Regions from separate parts of the Mus musculus genome. Here region 1 is linked to region 2. The links are chromatin contacts, called in public promoter capture Hi-C maps. All regions are on one chromosome and are shown on one strand. Each heading gives the region's core, a stretch centred on a gene start, on an enhancer-like site or on the middle of the called end of the contact. The rest is flanking DNA. Distances are from core to core; before and after follow the strand shown. Region 1 holds the start of Slc25a20 (solute carrier family 25 (mitochondrial carnitine/acylcarnitine translocase), member 20). Region 2 overlaps Arih2 (ariadne RBR E3 ubiquitin protein ligase 2).

What was found. Promoter capture Hi-C pulls out the DNA fragments that hold promoters and counts their contacts.
Region 1: a promoter capture Hi-C map of macrophages shows a contact between it and region 2, with 7 read pairs. The contact joins the promoter of Slc25a20 here to the enhancer-like site in region 2. A contact is called at or near these places in 7 of 39 promoter capture datasets (3T3-L1-derived adipocytes, the C10 cell line, embryonic stem cells and 3 more), 7 of 484 Hi-C or Micro-C datasets (CD8 T cells, bone marrow-derived macrophages, embryonic stem cells and 2 more), 4 of 115 datasets of contacts at active chromatin or transcription factors (the HPC-7 cell line, embryonic stem cells and microglia) and 3 of 9 other capture datasets (adipose tissue, liver and pancreatic islet).

The regions. Positions count from the first base shown.
Region 1 is chr9:108,660,801-108,663,525 of GRCm38.p6, reverse strand. It overlaps Slc25a20 (solute carrier family 25 (mitochondrial carnitine/acylcarnitine translocase), member 20), which reads right to left and starts at 1,390. Exons shown (of 9, transcript NM_020520.5): 1 at 1,194-1,390. The coding sequence starts at 1,298.
Region 2 is chr9:108,625,216-108,628,142 of GRCm38.p6, reverse strand. All of the region lies in intron 3 of Arih2 (ariadne RBR E3 ubiquitin protein ligase 2), which reads left to right. Among named protein-coding and RNA genes, the nearest start is that of Arih2, 23 kb to the left of the region's middle. Within about 2 kb of position 1,357, at least 21 of the 459 cell types and tissues checked have an H3K27ac peak or open chromatin away from gene starts, as enhancers often do. A contact at or near this core is called in bone marrow-derived macrophages and macrophages, where this site is marked.

The DNA.
Region 1 (2,725 bases), core at 141-2,640, 35 kb before region 2:
AAGAAGCACAGCCTTTGCTACTGATAGGATCTGATTTCTCACAGATGAACACTACAGAGTCTCCTCGGGATGAGCTGTCTGTGGTGAGCCTCACTTTGAACAGAGGCCGTGAGATAGCCTGCTGTCAAGCCTGCCAAGGAAGAGCCCTTGGATACTGTTCTCTTTCAGAGGAAACTGGATCTGACATCCTATCAAGCCCCCAACCGAGGTTACCACCTTTATGAGATTCACATCTTCTCTGGCTTCCAGCCCCCAGCAACACGCCATCCACACACACAAAAGACTCATGTCTTCTTCTCACAGGCTCATCCTGGCTATGACCTGTCATTTCCTTTCAGGTCTATGTCCATAAAAAAAGAAGAAGAAGAAGAAGAAGAAAAAAGAAACCTATAAGCTACGAGCTTATATGAGCTCATCTATGAGCTAAGTCATCGAATATAGATTTTAGTCTCCACAAGACCTGGCTGAGAGTACAGCAAGAGGAAGAATAAAAGGCTGAGGAGAGAAAGGTCCCCTCGATTTCCACACCTGAGCCTGGCTGGTCATTGCTTGCTATGGGGGTGACTATGCAGCTTACCCTGCAGTGAATGACTGGCTGTAAATGGCCAGGTGCCTCTTCAGGCAAAGAAAAGTGCACAAGAGATAGGCTATGGGACACACCGGCTTTACGAGACTGTGTCAAAGGACATCTCTGCCACCTTTGTCCTTAATTTGTGGGGGAGGTCAAGTCTACAGATAACCTGTTCCAATCTTTATAACAATATCAGGGTTAACCGGGCACAGACAGCAGCTTTTTCTTTCTCATCTCCAAAGAAGTGCGCAGGGCTCAAAAAAAGACTGCCATCCGAAGACCTTGAAATAGGAGCTGTAGGGCTCTTAGGGCGCGAGGTACAGCCTCTGTCTATTTCGTATTGATTCTCGAGAGGAAAAAAAAATTGTTTTGAGGTGCCAGGGAGTTGAATGCAGAGCCTCTGGCCGGGTTAGGTAAAGCAGCGCTTCCTAGTAAACTACATACCAACCCTCTGTAAACTTCCCACGGAAGGAAGCATCCATCAGCCCGGCTCCACTTCTGTTCAGAAAGGCAGCACCTCGCGGCGGTCCCTACTTTCCACGTAACCCCCCCCCCCCCCCCCACACACACACACACCGCCCCGGGGCATTCCTCCACAAGCCCCCGTCCACACTCCGCGCACCTTGACCGTGTCCAGGGGGTGCCCCACAAACACCAGGCACATGCCGCCGAAGCCGCCAGCCAGGAGGTTCTTAAACGGACTGATGGGTTTCGGCTCGTCTGCCATGCTCAGTCTTCTGTCTGTCTGTCTGTCAGCTCCGGGCAGTCTTGGTCTTGCTCCGCTGCCCGAGCGGCTCCGCCGACCTTTCACCTACATTCAGGTGGGCGGGGCCGTGGGCAGGTCGGAAAGAGGGCCCAGTCGTACTAGCCTGGCTTCCGCCCTGAAGTCTACTTCCGGCTGCCCTCCTCCTTAGTGGGCGGGGCTCTTTCCCTAATGATGTATGGGAGGGGCTTGGGAATGATTGTCAGGGACTTACTCCTCCAGGAAGTCTTCTTGGACTTGAGTTTTTTTCTTTCTCTGGTCCTCTGTGGTCCTATGCATCTGTGCACTCCCCAGAGGTCGCATACACCCTTTTGCGTGACAGCCACTTTTTTTTTTTTAGGTGCTGAAGAGTGGAGGTACCCCATAGAGGTCCCTGTCTTTGATAAGCCTTGACTAAGTTAAAAATGGCATATGTCCTATGGTAAAAATGGCTCTATAGGAAAATAAATCCGGGAAGAAGTAAAGTGTGGGAGACAAATAATTTGTAACTAATTTGTTAAACAAGAGAAGCTCTCATTAGGAAGGCAAAGGATTAAGATCTAGGGCATGGAAATGAGTCCTGTCTAAAGATACCCGGTAAAGGATGAAGGACCTTTCTGGCAGAAGATAAAGAAAATTTGAAAACTCTGAGATGTCTGTGTTGTCAAATCTGAGAAACCACAGGCCACAGGGGTGGGAATGGGGTGCGGTGGGATGGTGGAGCAGCCAGTGAGGACAGGAGAAACGGAGACTACTCATCAGGAGGAACTGTGAGGACATCAGTCTCTTCTATGACAGGTTTTAGATGGAGACTAACAATCTCAGATCGGATTTTAAAACAAACAGACAAAAATCAGGATCGCTGTAACTGCTGGTGAAAACAGCCAGAGGAAATCCAGGGGGCTGGAGAAAGTTAAAGGTCATGAGTAGAAATGTTGGCTTGGACCAGCACATAGCAGAGTTGTTAACGAGGTGCGATCCAATGGTGAATATTTTCTAAAGGAAAACCCGAAGGACCTGTTAGTGAACGGAAATTCATTCTGCTCACTACTCATGCAGAAGCTGCAGAAGCTGGCTCAGCAGCTCAGAGAACTGGCTGCTCTTACAGAGTACCTGGGTTCTGTTCCCTGCACCCTCGTAGCAGCCCAGAACTGTCTGAAACTATACTTCCATGAGACCTAATGCCCTCTTTGGGCCTCTTTGGGCACCAAGCACACATACATTCATGGAGGCAAAGACTCAAGGACACAAAATAAAAATGAGTAAATATATATTTTTTTTTTAGAAAAAGTTTTGTGAGAGAGGCTTACGGGACAATGCTAATGTTTTTGGCCTTAGCAACTAGAGAGAAGACATCATCTTTAACTGAGATTGGGGAAGAGATGGGGTCAAGCAGATTAGAGGATGGTAAA
Region 2 (2,927 bases), core at 108-2,607:
GGCCCACCCTCAGTGACACACTTTCTCCAACAAGGCCACACCTCCTAATCCTTTCAAATTGTGATACTTCCTGGGGACCGAGTATTCAACTCTGAGATATTATGGGGTCATTCTTATTCAACCCACTATAGTTACCAAGATAGTTTCCATCCTGAGCTGGCTGTTTTGTTTGACTTCATTTTGATTATCTCTAAAATTCTTAGCTTATGAGGGCATATGTCTCTAGCAGTTCTTAACCTGTGGATTGTGAAAGGTTTAGCAAACCTTTATCTCCAAAAATAATTTTCATTATGATTCATAACTGTCGCAAATTTACAGTTATGAAGTAGCAATGAAAATAATTTTGTGGTTAGGGATCATCATAGCATGCGGAACTGTATTAAGGATCGCGGCATTAGCAAGGTTGAAAACTCCTGTTCTAGAGCAGCTTATGAAGTGGTGAGGCTATAGGCTTCTGTGCTGTTATCCTTGTTTGGGACCACCTGCTGGTTGATAATACAAACTAAAGTATTTGTATAGATGTCATTACGTCTCAGTGAGGAAATCTTAACAATACATACCTAAATCCTGAATTTCCCTGTGGTCTCTGCTTTTCGTCCAGCACCTTGCTTTTGAAGTATTAATAAAATTGAGTGGCACAGTCACTAACTCTTTAAAACCAGAAAGGAAAACTTGACTCCTATACTGCTGTCTACTTCTGTAGGTCTCTCTGTGTCACTAAGTGGTAATTGCTGAACATGTTTGAAAGTCTGTGGTAGAGAGATAACTTTTCAGTTTCCTTTACAAACACAGACTATAAAGGACGTTGTTAGATGTTTGACACCTTTGGGAAGTACTGGTGATCAGAAACACTCATTTTGACACGTGTAAAGTCAATGTTTTTTGAAATAAAGATCTGGAGATGCTGTATTGGATTGCGGCCTATAGGCAGTACAGAATATTATGTAGGGTAAATGTCATCAAGAAGTGTCCTTCAAGTTGGAAGGACAGGTTCCCACCAGCATCTGCTCCATCTTGTTATAGGTATTGAGGGCTCAGGGAAAAGGGGGAGAAAGGCAGAAAGATGGACTGTACCTGATTTCTGCTCTAACCCCATTTTTATTCTATGAAATGCTCTTCAAGCCACCATGAAAGTTGAGGGTAGGCCTACCCCACCCCCTTTTTTCTTGTTTGTGGTATGTTCGTATGCCTGCATGCTTACAGTGTGTACAGGCAGACATGGGTTGTATGTGTGTGTGTGAGCATTACTGTGGAGACTAGAGGTCCTAGAATTCTTCCCAGTGACTCTCTACCTTATATGGAGTTAGGGTCTTTGAGTCCAGAGTTTGCTAATCAGTGTGCTCTAGGGGTCACATGTCTGGGCCTCTTGAGCATGCTGGGAATACAGGCAAGCTGCCAAGCCTATTCCACACTTAAAGGGTGCTGGGGATCCCGACTGTGGTCATCATACTTGCTTGCCAAGCACTTTACCCACTGCACACTGCTCAGCCCACTCCAGGGAAGTGCCAGTGTTGGCTTGCTTCCCCTTCCCTGCCTTTGCAGTCATCGTTTTTTCTTAGCTCCAAGTCAGATGGCCTGATTTTGGTATGTGTGTGTGTTGACACTGAGTGTGGTTTGGGCACAAATATGATAGGTCACAGACAGGCCACTAAGCAAACTAACCTGAAAGACATTCCTTGTGGACATTGAGTGACTTTGAGAATATGGCAAGTTGATAGCAAAACATTCAGTGGAACTTCTTAGGCTTGGTCAGGTAAACTGTCGTAGGGCTAGTGAAAATTACATGACCGTCTAGAATTTATAATATATAATCAGTTAGCCTTTGTTTAAAACTGTTAAAATTACAGCTAGGATGGTGGCACACACCTATATCCCAGCACTCATGAAGTAGAGGCAGAAGAATCAGTTTACATTCAAAGTCTCAGCGTAGGTACAATGACATAACAAGACCCTGTTTCAAAAGCAAACAGGGGCAGGAGAGTTGACTCAGTTGTTAAGAGCCCTGGAAACCCTGGAAGCCCTTCTTGATTCTAGATTCAGTTCCCAGTTCCCACATGGCAGCTCACAACCCTCTGTAACTCCAATTCTAGGTGGTCTGATGCCTTCTTCTGGCCTGCTTGGTCACCAGTCATACAAGTCTGTGCAGACACACATGAAAGCAATGCATCCAGGACCAGAACACCATGAAATAAAATTAAAAAGAAAATAGCACCTGCAAGATTACCCATTGGGTAAAGACACTTTGCTGCATAAGCCTGGCCATGACCCAAATTTGATCCCTGGAACTGACCTAAAAGTTTAGCGGGGCATGGTGGCGCACACCTTTAATCTCACCCAGCACGTGGAAGGCAGAGGCAGGAAAGTCTGTAAGAAGCCAACCTGGGCCGGGCATGGTGGCTCACGCCTTTAATCCCAGCACTTGGGAGGCAGAGGCAGGCGGATTTTCTGAGTTCGAGGCCAGCCTGGTCTACAGAGTGAGTTCCAGGACAGCCAGGGCTACACAGAGAAACCCTGTCTCGAAAAACAAAAAAAAAAAAAAAAAAAAAAAGAAGAAGAAGAAGCCAACCTGGCCTACATAGTGAGTTCCAGAATAGCCAAGGCTATATAAGTGAGACCTGTCTTAAAAAAAAAAAAAAAAAAAGATGGGTGGATAACAGTCGGCTTCACAGGTTGTCCTCTGACCTCCACACAGGTACCATGTCACATGCATCACCCTCAATAAGGGCACTGCAGTTAGAACTCACTTTGTAAACCAGGTTGGTCTCCAATACACAGAGATTTTCCTGCTTCTGCCTCTCTAGTGTGGTGATGGGAGGCTTGCACTGCCATGCCCAGATAAACTTGTAGAAAAATAGAAATCAGTGCTTTAAACAAAGTCTTGGGCTGGAGAGATGGCTCAGCAGTTAAGAGCACTGACCTCTTTTCCA